Linked DNA regions of Sus scrofa: region 1 is linked to region 2. Evidence: chromatin contacts called from public HiChIP or PLAC-seq data. All regions are on one chromosome and are shown on one strand. The core of a region is the stretch at or near the end of the contact, and the rest is flanking DNA. Distances in the headings are between cores, read along the strand shown. Region 1 has its middle 41 kb from the start of BHLHE40. Region 2 overlaps ITPR1 (inositol 1,4,5-trisphosphate receptor type 1).

What was found. HiChIP or PLAC-seq counts read pairs in DNA pulled down with a chosen protein or histone mark.
Region 1: an H3K27ac HiChIP or PLAC-seq map of skeletal muscle shows a contact between it and region 2, with 3 times the contacts expected there. The contact joins two enhancer-like sites. A contact is called at or near these places in 1 of 47 Hi-C or Micro-C datasets (embryonic fibroblasts) and 2 of 2 datasets of contacts at active chromatin or transcription factors (alveolar macrophages and skeletal muscle).

What each region holds. Positions count from the first base shown.
Region 1 is chr13:61,568,078-61,570,777 of Sscrofa11.1, reverse strand. No RefSeq gene overlaps it. Among named protein-coding and RNA genes, the nearest start is that of BHLHE40, 41 kb to the right of the region's middle. Within about 2 kb of position 1,262, at least 12 of the 83 cell types and tissues checked have an H3K27ac peak or open chromatin away from gene starts, as enhancers often do. A contact at or near this core is called in skeletal muscle, where this site is marked.
Region 2 is chr13:61,354,264-61,357,134 of Sscrofa11.1, reverse strand. ITPR1 (inositol 1,4,5-trisphosphate receptor type 1) reads right to left here. Exons shown (of 59, transcript XM_021069282.1): 51 at 514-689. Among named protein-coding and RNA genes, the nearest start is that of BHLHE40, 170 kb to the left of the region's middle. Within about 2 kb of position 1,379, at least 3 of the 83 cell types and tissues checked have an H3K27ac peak or open chromatin away from gene starts, as enhancers often do. A contact at or near this core is called in skeletal muscle, where this site is marked.

The DNA.
Region 1 (2,700 bases), core at 13-2,512, 210 kb before region 2:
AAGCATATTTATTCAGACCATTTCCATCTAAAATGTATTATAATTTTAAAGCAAGCTAGGGTAGGGTAACTTTTATCCCCATGGGGAAAAAACATTGCTAAGCAAATACTGTAAACAAGGTGAGAACAATTCTGCAGGATATTTTAGAATTCAGAAAGCACTTTCCAGAGTTCCCATTGTGGCTCAGCAGTAATGAACCTGACTAGTATCCTGCAGGATGTGAGTTTGATCCCTGGCCTTGCTTAGTGGGTGAAGGATCTGGCATTGCTATGACCTGTGGTGTAGGTTGCAGACTTGCTCAGATCCACCATTGCTGTGGCTACGATGTAGACAGGCAGCTACAGCTCCGATTCTATCCCTAACCTTGGAATTGCCATATGCAATGGGTACGGCCCTTAAAAAAAAAAAAAGAAAAAAAAAAAAATTAAGCACTTTTCTTCCCAGAATCTAAGTTCATCATCACAGCCCTCCTGAGTAGTTAGATAATCGGTAGCATACAGGTACAATGAACTATTATTCAACCTTAAACAGGAATGAACATATGACACAGGCTACAACATAGGCTAATCCTGAGGATATTATGTTAAGTGAAATAAGTCAGTCACCAAAGGACAAATTTTACTTGATTCCACTTATAAGAGCTATAATAGACCCATTTATAGAGGTATAAAGATAGAGATGGGGGCTGAGGGGAGGAGGGGATTGGCAGTTACTGTTTCACGGGTGTAGAACTTTTGTTGAAGATGGTGAGCAAGTCCTAGAAATGGGTGACGGTGATGGTTGCACAACATTTTGAAGTACTTAATGCCACTGAATTGTAAGCTTAAAATGATTAAAATGATACATTTTATGTTATGTAGATTTTATCATAATGAAAAAAATTGTTTAAAAAGAAAGGAAACTGCCTTAGCATTCCCCATCCTTATCTGACTTTTTCTTTTCAAAAGGGAATTCTTATGTGTTGATTAAAGCAGGTGCAGCTTTAAACCTGAGACCCATTTCTTAGCCTGGCAGAGGTTGCTGCCTCCACTTGAAAGTAAGACAACGTCACACCTTTAAAAATAGCTCACAATCGTGTGTTTTCACTCAGTGCAGGAGACTGGTATTCCCCTCAGGTATTCCAAATGAGCAAGATCTGGCCGGGAGGGGGCAAAGCAAGAGTGAGTCACTGGTTTGGCAGGTGAGGTCATCATGGGGTGACCGTCTGCGTCAAGCGGGCTCCTCACCTCCCACATCTCCCATCTTCTCCCCTCGGGGGTGGCCAGGTCACCAGCCAGCTTAGCTGGAAGTTGAGCTGCTCCAGTGTGATGTTCAGTGGGAGACATTCCTCTTCATGACTCAGTGATTCAACAGCCCAACAGATGGGCTCGTAAAGCCCTCAGTAACCAAAGCCAGCTTGGAGGTCAAGACCCAGGCCTGCCGCGTCACGGTCTATAAGTAAAAGAGGGAAGATGTACATCCTTGGGAAGGGAGAGGACAGAGCTTGTTTTCTGTTGGGTGGAATGCTAACTATCTAAGAAATGGTGGCATGGTTCTACTTTTCTTGATTATCCTGATTAAGGCAACTAGGGAGAGTGGAACAGGGAAGGAGACAGTAAATATTTGCTGAATTATTCTTACTTTGGAAGAGTTGAACAGAAAGGACAATCCCAAACTACGAGTAGAAAATCCCATATTCTTACTTAGCTTCTGCCAACCCTAGTTTTCTCATAGGGGAAGCGAAATGGAGGCTTGATATATTTTGCTGGAATTGACACAGGTTATATGTGGACAGCCATGGTACTGACACAAAAAAATCATGATGTTTATGCAGGTAACTAGGTTATTAATAAGTGGTAACGTGAAGGGACTTTCTTGGACATGTTTGTACACTCATCTAGCAACCATTAACAGAAGAGCCATGTATGTAAGATGAAGGAGAGTGAGAAAGAGAAAGTTTTTGATTTATTTGTTTTGCCTTTTTCCTCTTTTGTCTCTACACTGTTGAGTCAGTCTGGGATGGTTTAAAGTACATGGACCTTAGCATCAGACAAGACTTGCATTAGTCAGTCAGGGACTCTGGTTGTAAGGAAGAGAAACTGGGTTTAAATCAGCTAGAGGGGGAGAGATTCAGGAGATGGCTTCAGGCACAGCTGAATCCAGGTGCCCAAATGCTTAGGATTGGTTGTTCTCTATCTCAACTGTGCCTTTGTGGGCCCAGGAAGTAGCCAAGAATTTTCCCGGTAGCCCTGGACTTTCATTCTATTGGCATAACAACTTCATTAGAAAGAAATCTCCTCAGGAGTTCCCATCCTGGCTCAGTGGTAACAAACCAAACTAGTATCCATGGTGACTAGTTCATCCCTGGCCTGGCTCAATGGGTTAAGGATCCAGCATTGCCGTGAGCTGCGGTGTTGGTTGCAGATGCAGCTTGGATCTGGTGTTGTTGTGACTCTGGTGTAGGCTGGCAGCTGCAGCTCCAATTGGACCCCTACCCTGGGAACTTCCATATGCTGAGGGTGCAGCCCTAAAAAGACAAAAACAAAAAAACCAAACCAAACCAAAACAAAATCCTCCTTTCCCATCATAAATATCTCACAGACTGAGAAAGAGGTGGAAGCTGTTTCTAGAATGAAAGGGAATGGTTGCTGGGCAGGCAAAAACAAGTGTCCACTCCCTGTGTGTGAATGTCTGCCTGTGGGAGAGAGGGTTTACAGCTGA
Region 2 (2,871 bases), core at 130-2,629:
CCACCTCAAGTGTAGGAGTCTTTGTCAATGTCACTGCTGACGTGGAGGTAACGCTCCTTGATTCTCTTCCTACCTTGCCACCTGATCCCTCTCTGGGAACATTCCTCCTGCTACTCTGCTCTGTTCTCTCTGAGCCTCACCAGAAGTGGCTGATGTGTGACCATTCAGTCATCTGACTTATTGGCTAAAATCTCTCATTCTAGCCAACCTTTGACAGGGTTGGCAAGATGAACCCAAGTCTCAACTCCTCTCCTTTTTCCCACCTAATTCTGAGAGGAATATTCCCTGAAATGAGAGAGTTGATGCTGGGGTAACACATGAAGAGGCTGATGGTCCTGTGAAAAGGTTAAGAGGGAGAGGTGTGCTCGCAGCTCTCGCTTGCTTCTGCTGTTAACTGTCGATCCAAATAACATCTTTCTGCACTGAAAGCACAGGCCAAGATTCTAGGGAGAAGGCAAGGCATTCCTATTTGCATGTACACCAAAAAGTGGCCATGGAGGTATTCATACTTACGTTGAAAGCTCCCAGAAGAAACAATGTGGGTTGTAGCCCAACCGAAAATATCAACCGGAGAATTGTGGAAGCAATTAAGGCCCGGATGCCGTGGGGCTTGGGGAGGGCAATGACGATGGCCAGTGATATGAGCATGGCTGTCCACAGCAGTCCGGACCAGTGTGGCTCCAGTGTTCCTGCAAGGGCAAGGCAGGGCTCTCACAGATCTGAGTACAGGTGACGCATAAGGGGCTTAGCAACCTTTTCTTCTACCACCTCTCTGGCCTCATGGGCCTCAATCCTCACCTCCAGTTCTCTGCCCCAGACATACCTAATCGCATCCATGTTTTCTTACCTCCATGCCTTCTACATGTTCCTTCTACCTGGGAAATTCTCCCCCCTGCCCTATTCATCTTAGGTCTTAGCTTAGAGGTCAACTCTTCCAAGAAGCGCCCCCTCCTCCTTCCTCACAAGACCTGCCAGGCACTCCTTCCTTCCGGGGTTCTCAGTACCCCTGTTCATGGCTATCAGACCCTGTTTTCTAACGGTCAGTGTCTCCTCCTCGGGCCCCATACCCACCAGACTCCAAACTTCCCCAAGGGAGGCCCCTGGCACCCAGCAGGCGCCTATCAAATGAGTCTGTAAAATAAACAAAACTCATCTGTGTGTCACATTTCACTCTTAGGGAAGGCAAACTGGAAGAATAAACTTCCAATTTCTATTAAAAGTGTGCCAAGGAAAACTGCAGCTCCCCTGCCTGAATCCGATTTCTTCAAGAGAAGGAGGAAGAAGGCAACTTCCGTATCATTAGCATCATCTTACAATTAGATTATCCTGTAGTCAAAGAGCTTATACCAGTTTTTGTCATCTCTTGCTATTGCAAGTTCTATTTAGAGTGTCCCACGAGACGGCTTGGTTATATAACATGAGCCAACATGGCTAAAAATAAAGTTCTGTGAAACACTCATTAAAAAAAAAAAAAAAAAAACCCGTTTCAAATGCTGTCACATTCTGAGTTTCCTTCAGATGTAAACAAGCAGCACTACATGATTAAGGCCACTTATATAAAGGAGTTTCACGTCTCCAGAACCACTGGGACCATGGCACCACCCGGGAAAGAGACACCCTTGCAGGTTCCAGCTGTTCCGCCAGCCTACTGGCTGCCCTGGTTCATTTCATCCACTTTCTCCCTGCAAACTGTCTCCTCGGCCCCAGCTGCTTACCTCGTCCCCTTTGATAGCTTCACAAAAGGAAAACCAAATTAGGAATGGGCACAAAGAGGCAGCTTTTCAGATATTCAGGAAGAAGTGGGTGCTGAGGCCTCTGTGTCCCCTCTCTTGGGCGTTTAGCAGTTGCAAGCTACTGAATGAAGCCTTTCACGTGGATTCTCAGTTATTTAATCTCTTGACCCTATGAGGTTGCCATCAAAGTCATCATCACCTCTGTTTTACTCCAGAGGAAATGGAGTCTTGGATCACATATCTTGCCTAAGGTGACGTGACATGTACAAGTACATATGCCCTTTATGATGATACTGAACCATCATTAAAAAAAAATCCATCATAAGTGTACACTTTGATAGCTTCTGGCTGTAACCACATGTAACTGCCAACACCATCAAGATATAAAGACTTCGATCCGCCTGAAGGGTTGCCTTGTGCCCTCTGCAGTTGATGCCTCACCCCAGCACCACCACCAAGCAACTACTGATCTGCTTTCTGTAGCTTTTCTGTAGTTTTGCATTTTCCAGAATTTCATAAAAATGGGGGGAAAGTAATCATATTAGTAGACAGTCTTTCTAATTCTTTCACTTAGCAAAAATTTTTAAGATTCATTCTGGGTATCATGTACATCACGATTTTGCTCCCTGTTGCAGAGGAGTATTCCATAATATGGATATGCCATCATTTATTTATCCACTCAACAATTAGTGGGCGTTTGGGTTATTTCCAGTTTGGAGTTATTATCAATAATGCTACTGGGAACATTCAAGGACAAATCCTGGAGTGGGTCTACGTTTTCATTTCTCTTGGACAAATATGTGGAAATAGATTTTTGGATTCTAAGTATATGTTTAAATTTAGAAGACACTATCATACCATTCTGCAAACTGATGGTACCATTTTCCTTTCCTATCAGTAATGTATGGGAGTTCTACTTGCTCCACATCATTATTAATATTTGGTATTGTCAGTTGTTTAAATTTTAGCCATTCTAGTAGGTTTCTAGGGGCATGTTATTGTGGTTTTCCTTTGCATTTCTCTAATAACTACTGATCTTGAATATTGTTTTATGTGGTTATTGGCCATTCATGTATCTTTTTTTGTGTGAAAGATCTGATCAAATCTTTTGACCACTGTTTTAACTGGGTAGTCTTTT